Linked DNA regions of Mus musculus: region 1 is linked to region 2. Evidence: chromatin contacts called from public Hi-C data. All regions are on one chromosome and are shown on one strand. Each heading gives the region's core, a stretch centred on a gene start, on an enhancer-like site or on the middle of the called end of the contact. The rest is flanking DNA. Distances are from core to core; before and after follow the strand shown. Region 1 overlaps Gpr137c (G protein-coupled receptor 137C). Region 2 has its middle 6.8 kb from the start of Ptger2.

Region 1 (4,049 bases), core at 34-2,533, 250 kb before region 2:
GATAGGCAACGACACAGCTTCAACGCTCTGTGGACTTTAGAAGACAACTTGTGGAAGTCAGTTCTTTCCTTTTACCATGTAGTCCCTGAGAACCGAACTCAGGTCACTGGGGGCTTGTCAGAAATAACTTTAGCTGCTGAGCCATCTCTCTGGCTCGCCTTTTGTTTTTTGTTTTATTTTGGTTTTTCGAGACAGGGTTTCTCTATATAGCCTTGGCTGTCCTGGTACTCACTCTGTAGACCAAACTGGCCTGGAACTCAGAAATCCACCTGTCTCTGCCTCCCAAGTGCTGGGATTAAAGGTGTGCACCACCATGCCCGGCTCATCTTTTGGTTTCTTAAAGGCAAAATAGCTTGAATGCAAATACCAATAACCACTAACAGATTAAGACCTGGTAATACCATACCATGATAGAAAAAGCATTATACACCAGACGACTTGAATTTCAATTCTAATGTGCTTCACCATAAACCTAACACCTCGGTTCATCATCTAAAACCGGAATTAATAACTACTAACCCCTCTTCACTATACAGTAGGAAACAATGGCACAACATATATTATCATAGATTAAGAAAAGTGACTGTTGTTCAAAGTTCATTGTAAGAAACTAGACAGAAGAAAACCTTACTTTTAGGGATGCACTCTTCCTTTGCCCCCTTTCCCACCTAACATACCAGTAAATAACATTTTGTGTCTTATTGTATTCTGTTTACTATTTTCTGTATTTTAAAATAGTATTTTGTATAATAGTTATAGCATTGAGATAGATACAAGTAGCTCTATTTTAAACATGGAAATATACTGCGATACAGGAGTTAGTGTTCAACTTTTTTTTTTTTTTTTTGAGACAGGGTTTCTCTGCGTGGCCCTGGCTGTCCTGGAACTCACTCTGTAGAGCAGGCTGGCCTTGAACTTAGAAATCCACCTGCCTCTGCCTCCCAAGTGCTGAGATTAAAGGCATGCACCACCACGCCTGGTTGTTTGGTTTTGAGATAGAGTCTCAGAATATAGACCAGGATGACTTCTCACAGCGATCCTCCTGCTTCTGCCCTGAGTGATGGGACTAAAGGCATGTGTTTCTGTACATGGCAGTGTTCAAGTTCTTAATTACACTATTCCTCCATATTTAAAGTCCCAGCTGGATTCTGATAACTTCTAGTTTAGAAACCTGAAAAAAAAAATCCACAACTTGTTTAAAGTAGGTTCCTTAATCCCAACTGATGCTAGTCTGTTTACTCTTCTTAAGACATACTTATGTGTAATTCTCCTAGAAGGTCATCACATGACCTCTCCACTCTCCTTCCTCTTGCTGCTAAATATATGTATCTACTCAAACAAGTTATTCTATCAGCTCTGCTATTAAATGTTCTTTCAGAATAGATTTGTCAAAATCTGAATTAGAATCTAAGTCTTCAACTTTCTGTTCTTTAAGAGGCTTCACAAAATGAGAGAAAGAAAATGAGGAAATGCTTGTCCAAACAATTTAATAGAAGGTTGCAAAGGAGAAAAAAAATCATTTCTTGTTAAATATATTACATCATCTCAAAGCAGTCCAAATAACTGAATCAACAATTGGGAAGTCCATCATAGTAGCAGAGAAAATAGCACAAAATTTAAAGACAGCATTTTTACCTCTGAAGAACTGAAGTCTGGAAAAACAAACTGTACAGTGTGATTAATATGCTGATAAACTGGCATCTATAAGTCAATTAGATTGTAAGAACATCACTGGATGTCGTGCCTTTAGTCTGCCTTTAACTCCAGCAGTTGGTAGGCAGATCTCTGTTGAGTTTAAGGCCAATCTGGTCTATATGAGTTCCCAGGACAGCCAAGAATATACAGTGAGATCCTTTCATAAAACAAAACAACATATAATTTAAAATATCTATCTACATCTTATTCTAGAAAGCAGATAAAGGGTGTGCAAAATGTTCTTAAAATAAATGTAAACCAGACTCTGGCATGGCACAACCTATAATGTAGTAGAAGGCAGATGTTTATGAGATATCCTGTGTTCTATGGTACTTCATATATACCTGGTTAGACTTGAGATGAAATGAATAAATTGCTCAAGTTTCATTTGAACTAACACTGATGAGTATTAAAATGTAATTAATGCTTTGTGTTATGGTTAGTTTGCTTGTCAATTTGACATAATCTAGACTCACCCATGAAGGGAGTCTCAATGTAGAACTGTCTAGACTAGGCTGGTTTATGAGAGATTTTCTTAATTGAGTTGATGGAGATGGGAAAAGCCACATTGAAGGTGGGGTCTTGTATTAATCCAGCAGTTCTAATCTGTGGGTCTCAACCCCTGGAAGCCAATATCACATATCCTACAAATTAGATATTTATATTACCATTCACAGCAGTAGCAAAATTACAGTTATGAAGTAGCAATGAATAATTTTATGGTTGGGGTTCACCATAATAGGAGGAACTGTATTACAGGGTCGCAGCATTAGGGAGGTGGAGGACTACCGCTCTAATTGGTTTGGACTGAATGAAGAGAGTGAGCTGAGCATTAGAAGCACACACACATTCATTATTCTCTGCTCCTAATTTTGGATATAACCAACGCCCCCAAGCTCCCACTGTTGTGACTTCCCTGTAGTGATGGACTACAGCCTGGAACTGAGAACTAAAATAAACTATTCCTTAAACCTAAGTTGCCTTTGTCAGAGTTATTTTTATTGCAGCAATAGGAAACAAAACTAACACAGTTTGTTACATGAAAATTATAAAGACTTTATTTGGTTGTTTTATTACTTTAAGAAAGATGATCCAGAAAATAATTTAAGAAAAGTAAAAAAGAAAGACCATCTAGAAACACAAGAGAAAGAGGGGGTAAAATTCAGCAGTTACATGTGTTGGGAATGACCCACATAAATGTTTTGCTTGCCTTATGTAGTAATAGTAGTAACAATACTTTCTCGAATAATATTTACAAGATTTCCTATTTGTTTAATTTTGAGAGAGTGTCATGTAGCCCAAGCTATCCTGGAATTTACAATTAGGCTGAAATTTGCCTTGAACTCCTGATCTTCCTGTGTCTGCTCCGCAAGTACCAGGGTCACCAGAGTCCCCACTCTAAGAAATATGAATTTCTGGGCTGGGCGGATGACCTGATGACCTGAATTCTATCCCTGTAGCTGACAAGGTAGAAGGAGAGAACTGACTACTGAAAGTTGTTCTTTGACCTACACATGTTCTGCAGCATGTTCACAATTATACATTTGAGTACACACATACACAATAAATGTAATAAAAAAAAAAGAAATACACACTTCTTTCTCTTGGAAAGTCAGATTATTTTCTTATATTGTCTTATAGAGGAAACTGTTAATGTGGATGTCTACTTAAGACCTGATATCTTGAATTCACAGTCACCACAATTCTCTATCTTTCTATTTAAAGCCCTTCTTAGCATTCAAATTGTTTTAAACTAAACTAAGTAGGACCCCTGTTTTAAGCCAAATTAAGTGGGAAGAGAAAGAAGAGGAAGGGGTACTGGGGCTGAAATTTTTTTGCTGTAAAATTAATGGGAGATGTATTTGAATAGTTGTGTTCAGGATTCTCTGAAGAACTGTTGCTCAGGAAATGAGAGGAGTAACTAAGAAAAGAAGAACACTCCAGGCATCAAAAACCATGGGAATAATCTATTAAAAAGGGAATGGTACAAAGGACTGAAAGGAAGGACATATAGTGTGACTGGAGTGATAAGGAACAAGGAATACTCCGCAAGATTCAATGCCTTGTAGTATGTACAAATTTGTCTTTATCTTAAAGAGTAACTAGAGCCAATAAAAGAATCTAGGGGGAGAACTTCTAAAATTAGATCGATTCCTGTTGGAGAAGGATAACACTATCAACAGTGCAGAGACAGAACCTGTATATGAGTGTAGGTGTGCCAGAGAATACAGACAAAGTAGTTAGGCAGTACTTTCAACAGGTTGTAGTAGCTTGAACCAGGTATTATGACGGGGAATGGACTGAAGAGATGTTAGGATTTGGTGATGGAGTGAGTATAAGTATGCATGAGAAAG
Region 2 (4,456 bases), core at 565-3,064:
CTTTGATGTGAACTAAAAAGCAACAGGAATTACAGCTTCTGGTTCATTCTAGATGGAAGATATAAGTGGAACTTACACCTTCTTTTATATCAGATCAAATGAGATCAAGAGGAGCAGGATGGAAGGCAGAAGCAGGCCACTCAGCAGGGGTGGCTGGATAAGCCTTCAGCAAACTAGTGAGATTTTAGGAAGGTGGGTCCTGAAGCAAAACCAAGTCTGGAACCAGGTTATGGTCCGAACAAATGGGCCAGAAAAGGACATTTTGAGAATGTGATGCAGACCAGAATTCTAACACGTGGACTGTGTGGAAGGTTAGTGAAGCTTGAGTGAAGAGAGTAGGTAACAGAACACTGTCACACTTCCCTGACACCTCACTCTCCAGCGTTTGGGGGAAGCTGAGCCAAGGTGTCTATGGCAGTAATTTCTCACTCATTATCGTGAATAGCATATTCCTGCTGTATCATTGGACCTCTCTTGGTTTTAAACAACTATGATGTCTTTAGAATGCAGACATTTATTTATCTATCAGTTATTATTTATGCATATAATTTGTTTGGGTATTTTGTCTGCATGTAAGTGTGTATACCACATGCATACACATGGTGCCCTACAGAGTCACAGAGGGTATCAGATTCCCTGGGACTGGAATTACAGAGGGTTGTGAATGCCATGTGAATGCTGGACTTGAACTTTGGTTCTCAGGTAGAACAGCCAATGCTCTCAACCACTGAGCCATCGTCCCAGCTTCATCATCTCTAGAACAATGATAACACCAAGCATAACAATCAGCAGTGGTGCTACTAGGCTGAGTGGGAAAGGCAGACGGGAGAGGAGGCACCGCACCGCCAGGCAGGCAGGAGAGTGCAGCAGCTGTCTGGGGCAAGACTCCACAGCTGGCAAGCTAGAAAAGCATCCATTCATTTCATCCACCAGGCTTGGGGAAAGCAAGCTTCCTGGGTAAGCCATGCCCAAGTAAGAGTTTGATGTGCCATTTCCACATCTAGACTCTAGGATGAATAGTCACACTCACCAATCTCTTGCCAGTGAGTCCAGAGAGTTCTAGGAGAGTCTGAAAAGATCTTCCTAGTACAGGACCAATACCTCTGAGAATTTCTCATGCTCTTCCCACCACACTCTACTCACCTTGATCGTTGCTTGGACCCTTGAAGACAGAAGAAGAAATAAAAACTTCCCAGTAAGCTGCAGCTTTTTGTTTTGCTTCTGGTTCTAAGTAGCTTTGATGCAAAAGTGGCTTATAGGAAAGAGAGTTTGCAGCTGAATTTGGGATCTTAGAATCAAATCCAAAAAATGGGTGAAGTTGAAGACTGTCTAAAGCCACATCCCGCTCCCCTTTGCAATTGCAAGAAGAGGAGAGTCTGATCTCTGAGTTGTGCTGTTTTGTGTTGTGCTGGGATTTGTAATGAGAAAGCACAGTGCCTCACTTTACAGCCTCAACCTCCAGGCTCTCCAGTTTCAGTACCCCATCAAAGCTACTTAGAACCAGAAGCAAAACAAAAGGCTGCAGCTTACTGGGAAGTTTTTATTTCTTCTTCTGTTTTCAAGGGTCCAAGCAACGATCAAGGTGACTAAAGCGGGGTGGGAAGAGCATGAGAAATTCTCAGAGGTATTGGTCCTGTACTAGGAAGATCTTTTCAGGAGTGCAGGTGTGTGTTGCCACAGCGCTAGCAGGATCATGAAGATTTCTGTGTACTGTTATCTGCTTCATGGGCGGAGGCTGAGCCTAGGAGTCTCCGAGTCAGTAGCATCTTTCAAGGCTTTTCCTCTGCAGCTCTGAAATCTTGACCCCTGGAAAGATGCCTGGGGAGGTTCACTTTCAGTTTTCAAGCGCTTGGGCTCCCTCTAGAGGAACAACTTCCAAACCTTCAAAACTTCATTGGAAAATAACAAGAACAATCTGATTTTACCTAGCTATACAAATTTAAAGCTCAGAGGTACCACTTGAACATTTTTAGTTGGAAATATCTCCTAAAGGTTTCCTGCTCTAAAGCACCTATGAAATGGGCACAGCTGCTGTCTTTGCTACTGTTCAAGTCTGCTCTGTATAGTAAGTAACACAGGAACAATCATTTCCAGTTTCTGAACTGCAGTCAGCTGCAAGCATTGCTCCCGGGGTGGAACAGCTAGATTAACTCCAATTCTTAGGAATAGCATTCTTAACATTTGTGTGCCTGTAGCACTGCTCATCTTTGGCCCTTCCTTCTTCATCCCTCCTTTCCTTCTGTTTGTCTATGCTAGGCAAGTGCTCTGCCATCGGGCTGTCACCCCACATTTGAGTTTCTCTTCATAGGACTAAATCTGCCCTGTGAAATTACCAAATCATAGCCTGTGATATCCCCTAAGATGACAGCCTTTTTCCATGTCACTTTCTTACTTCTGACTCAGCCTTTCCTTTGAGGTCAGAGTTTATGGGATGAGATTTCTGATTAGAATCCTCACCTTTGATATAGCTCTAATCCCTGAACTCTTGGTCCCTGAAGAATAAAGTAAAAACCAGGTTCCAAAGACTCTCAAAGAGAGAAAATAAAATCCATAAGCTCAGAAAAATGTTTAACAACCCAAAGTCAAATTATTTCAAAACAATGTTGGCCCTCTAAATTATCAAAGCATCCTCAAGACAAAAAGCACACAGTGATAGGTAGATGTGTTGAAATTTGAGCTTTTAATCCCATTTCAGATGAAAGAAATGTGGACTAGGAGGCAGAGGCAGGAGGGTCTCTAGATTGTGTCAAGCTGTGCATTGAACACCTTTTTCACTAGAACAGCCACAAGAAAAAAAAAAAACTATACAGAAAGGACTTGAATAGTAGTTTCTACTTCCAGATCAAGTTGGGAGTTTTCAGCAGTTTCTACCCAATGTTCTTGCTCTAAAACTCTGAAACGTTAAGCCCCTAATTAAATATGTTGCTCTATAAGTTGTCTTGCTCACCTCTCTTATTACAGCAATAGAAAAGTAACCAGGACAGCTTAACATGGCAGCACTTGGTAACAGGTGTACTGGACTGTGCAACTTTTAACTTTGTCTCCTGTTTCCAGTTAGGCTCCTAGTGCATCCTAAGTATGAAACCATCAAGATAATTTATGAATTTGACTGAAAATAGGCTTCTCATTTTCTTGATGGTGCTTAGTTATTCTTCTTAGTTTTAGTATTCTGCTAATAAAAACAACTACAGAAATCAAGTCTTTTGATTTTCTAGGACATGGTAAATACTAGAAACCTTCATTGTGATGATTGTCAAGACTAGACTGATTTCTGAGCCCTTGGTTTTCTCAAAGACTGGAATATTTCCCTTGTCAACTACAGATGGGACCTGTTAATTCTTTTAACTAAGTTAGGCAATTCCGAAAGGCAGAAAGAGGAAACTGCAAAAACCCAACCTCAGTTAGCTGCTAACTTAGCTTTGCTCCACCTGGAGGCTGTTCTGGGAAGAGAAAGCCGTCCATTCCAGGCAGTCACGTGAGAGGAGATTGGTCTCATCCAGAGATTAGACTCATCAGAGCTAAAATTTGCATTTCTGATCATTTCCAGGTAATGAAGCTACTGTTGCTTGTCCAGGCCACACTTTCAGAAGTGTTGATCTAGCATGCCTGCCTGGTAAGTGTGGGGGTTGTTTAGGTTTTGGTGTTTATGGAAGTTCTACTTTTCTGAAGGTCTGGGAATACGTGGCAAGTAGGCTTGAGATGAAATCAATAACTTGTCTTCATAGATTTCACTGTGGTTAGTGTTTGTTGATCATCAACTTGACAGCATTTGGAATCATCTAGGAGACACACCTCTAGGCACACACATGGAAGATTATTAGATTATTAGCTCTATTATGTAAGGTATTACTAGATTAGATTAGCCTTTGGGTATGCCTGTGAGGGACTATTTTGATTTGACTAATTGAAATGGGAAGACCCATCCACTATGGGTGACTGGAAGGTGGACTGGGTAAGAGGGAGGAAGTGACCTGAGTACAGCATCTTCCTCTGCTCCCTGCCTGCAGTCAGTACAACAGCTCTCAAGCTCCTGCTGTCTTGACTTTCTGGAGTATCTTGCAACTATAAAACAAAGTAAGCTTCTCTCCCTTAAATGCTGCTTTTGTAAGTTTGTTTAATCACAGCAACAGAAAAGTAACAAAGACAGTTAGCTTTTACTTAACCTCTTTAAAATCCGTGGGAATCTCAGTCAGGAGCCATACCCTATTGTCCAGGAACACTGGGAATGTAGAGGGAAAAGACAAACGCTCTTTTTATAGTGCTTTCCCTTTTCCTAAGAGTTTACTGGAACACAGAAACTCAGAGACAGAAAGTGGTCAACTGCCATGGAACTGAAAGGACACAGATTCCTGTCACCTGGTGGATCCCATGAGTCACCTGGTGGATCCCATGAGTCATACGATAGATCCCATGAGTCCTAAGCCACTGAACAGGTATTTCTCTTTCCCTGCCACCT

What was found. Hi-C and Micro-C count contacts between places; a contact is called where the count stands out from the background.
Region 1: a Hi-C map of bone marrow-derived macrophages shows a contact between it and region 2, with 5 times the contacts expected there. The contact joins two enhancer-like sites. A contact is called at or near these places in 10 of 39 promoter capture datasets (the C10 cell line, cranial neural crest, embryonic stem cells and 4 more), 3 of 15 datasets of contacts at CTCF or cohesin (large pre-B cells, pro-B cells and stem cell-derived epiblast-like cells), 71 of 484 Hi-C or Micro-C datasets (the AtT-20 cell line, B cells, the BV-2 cell line and 35 more), 10 of 115 datasets of contacts at active chromatin or transcription factors (the 230-238 cell line, DN3 thymocytes, embryonic stem cells and 4 more) and 4 of 9 other capture datasets (adipose tissue, embryonic stem cells, liver and 1 more).

What each region holds. Positions count from the first base shown.
Region 1 is chr14:45,228,850-45,232,898 of GRCm38.p6, reverse strand. All of the region lies in intron 1 of Gpr137c (G protein-coupled receptor 137C), which reads right to left. Among named protein-coding and RNA genes, the nearest start is that of Gpr137c, 11 kb to the right of the region's middle. Within about 2 kb of position 1,283, at least 3 of the 459 cell types and tissues checked have an H3K27ac peak or open chromatin away from gene starts, as enhancers often do. A contact at or near this core is called in bone marrow-derived macrophages, where this site is marked.
Region 2 is chr14:44,979,064-44,983,519 of GRCm38.p6, reverse strand. No RefSeq gene overlaps it. Among named protein-coding and RNA genes, the nearest start is that of Ptger2, 6.8 kb to the left of the region's middle. Within about 2 kb of position 1,814, at least 13 of the 459 cell types and tissues checked have an H3K27ac peak or open chromatin away from gene starts, as enhancers often do. A contact at or near this core is called in bone marrow-derived macrophages, where this site is marked.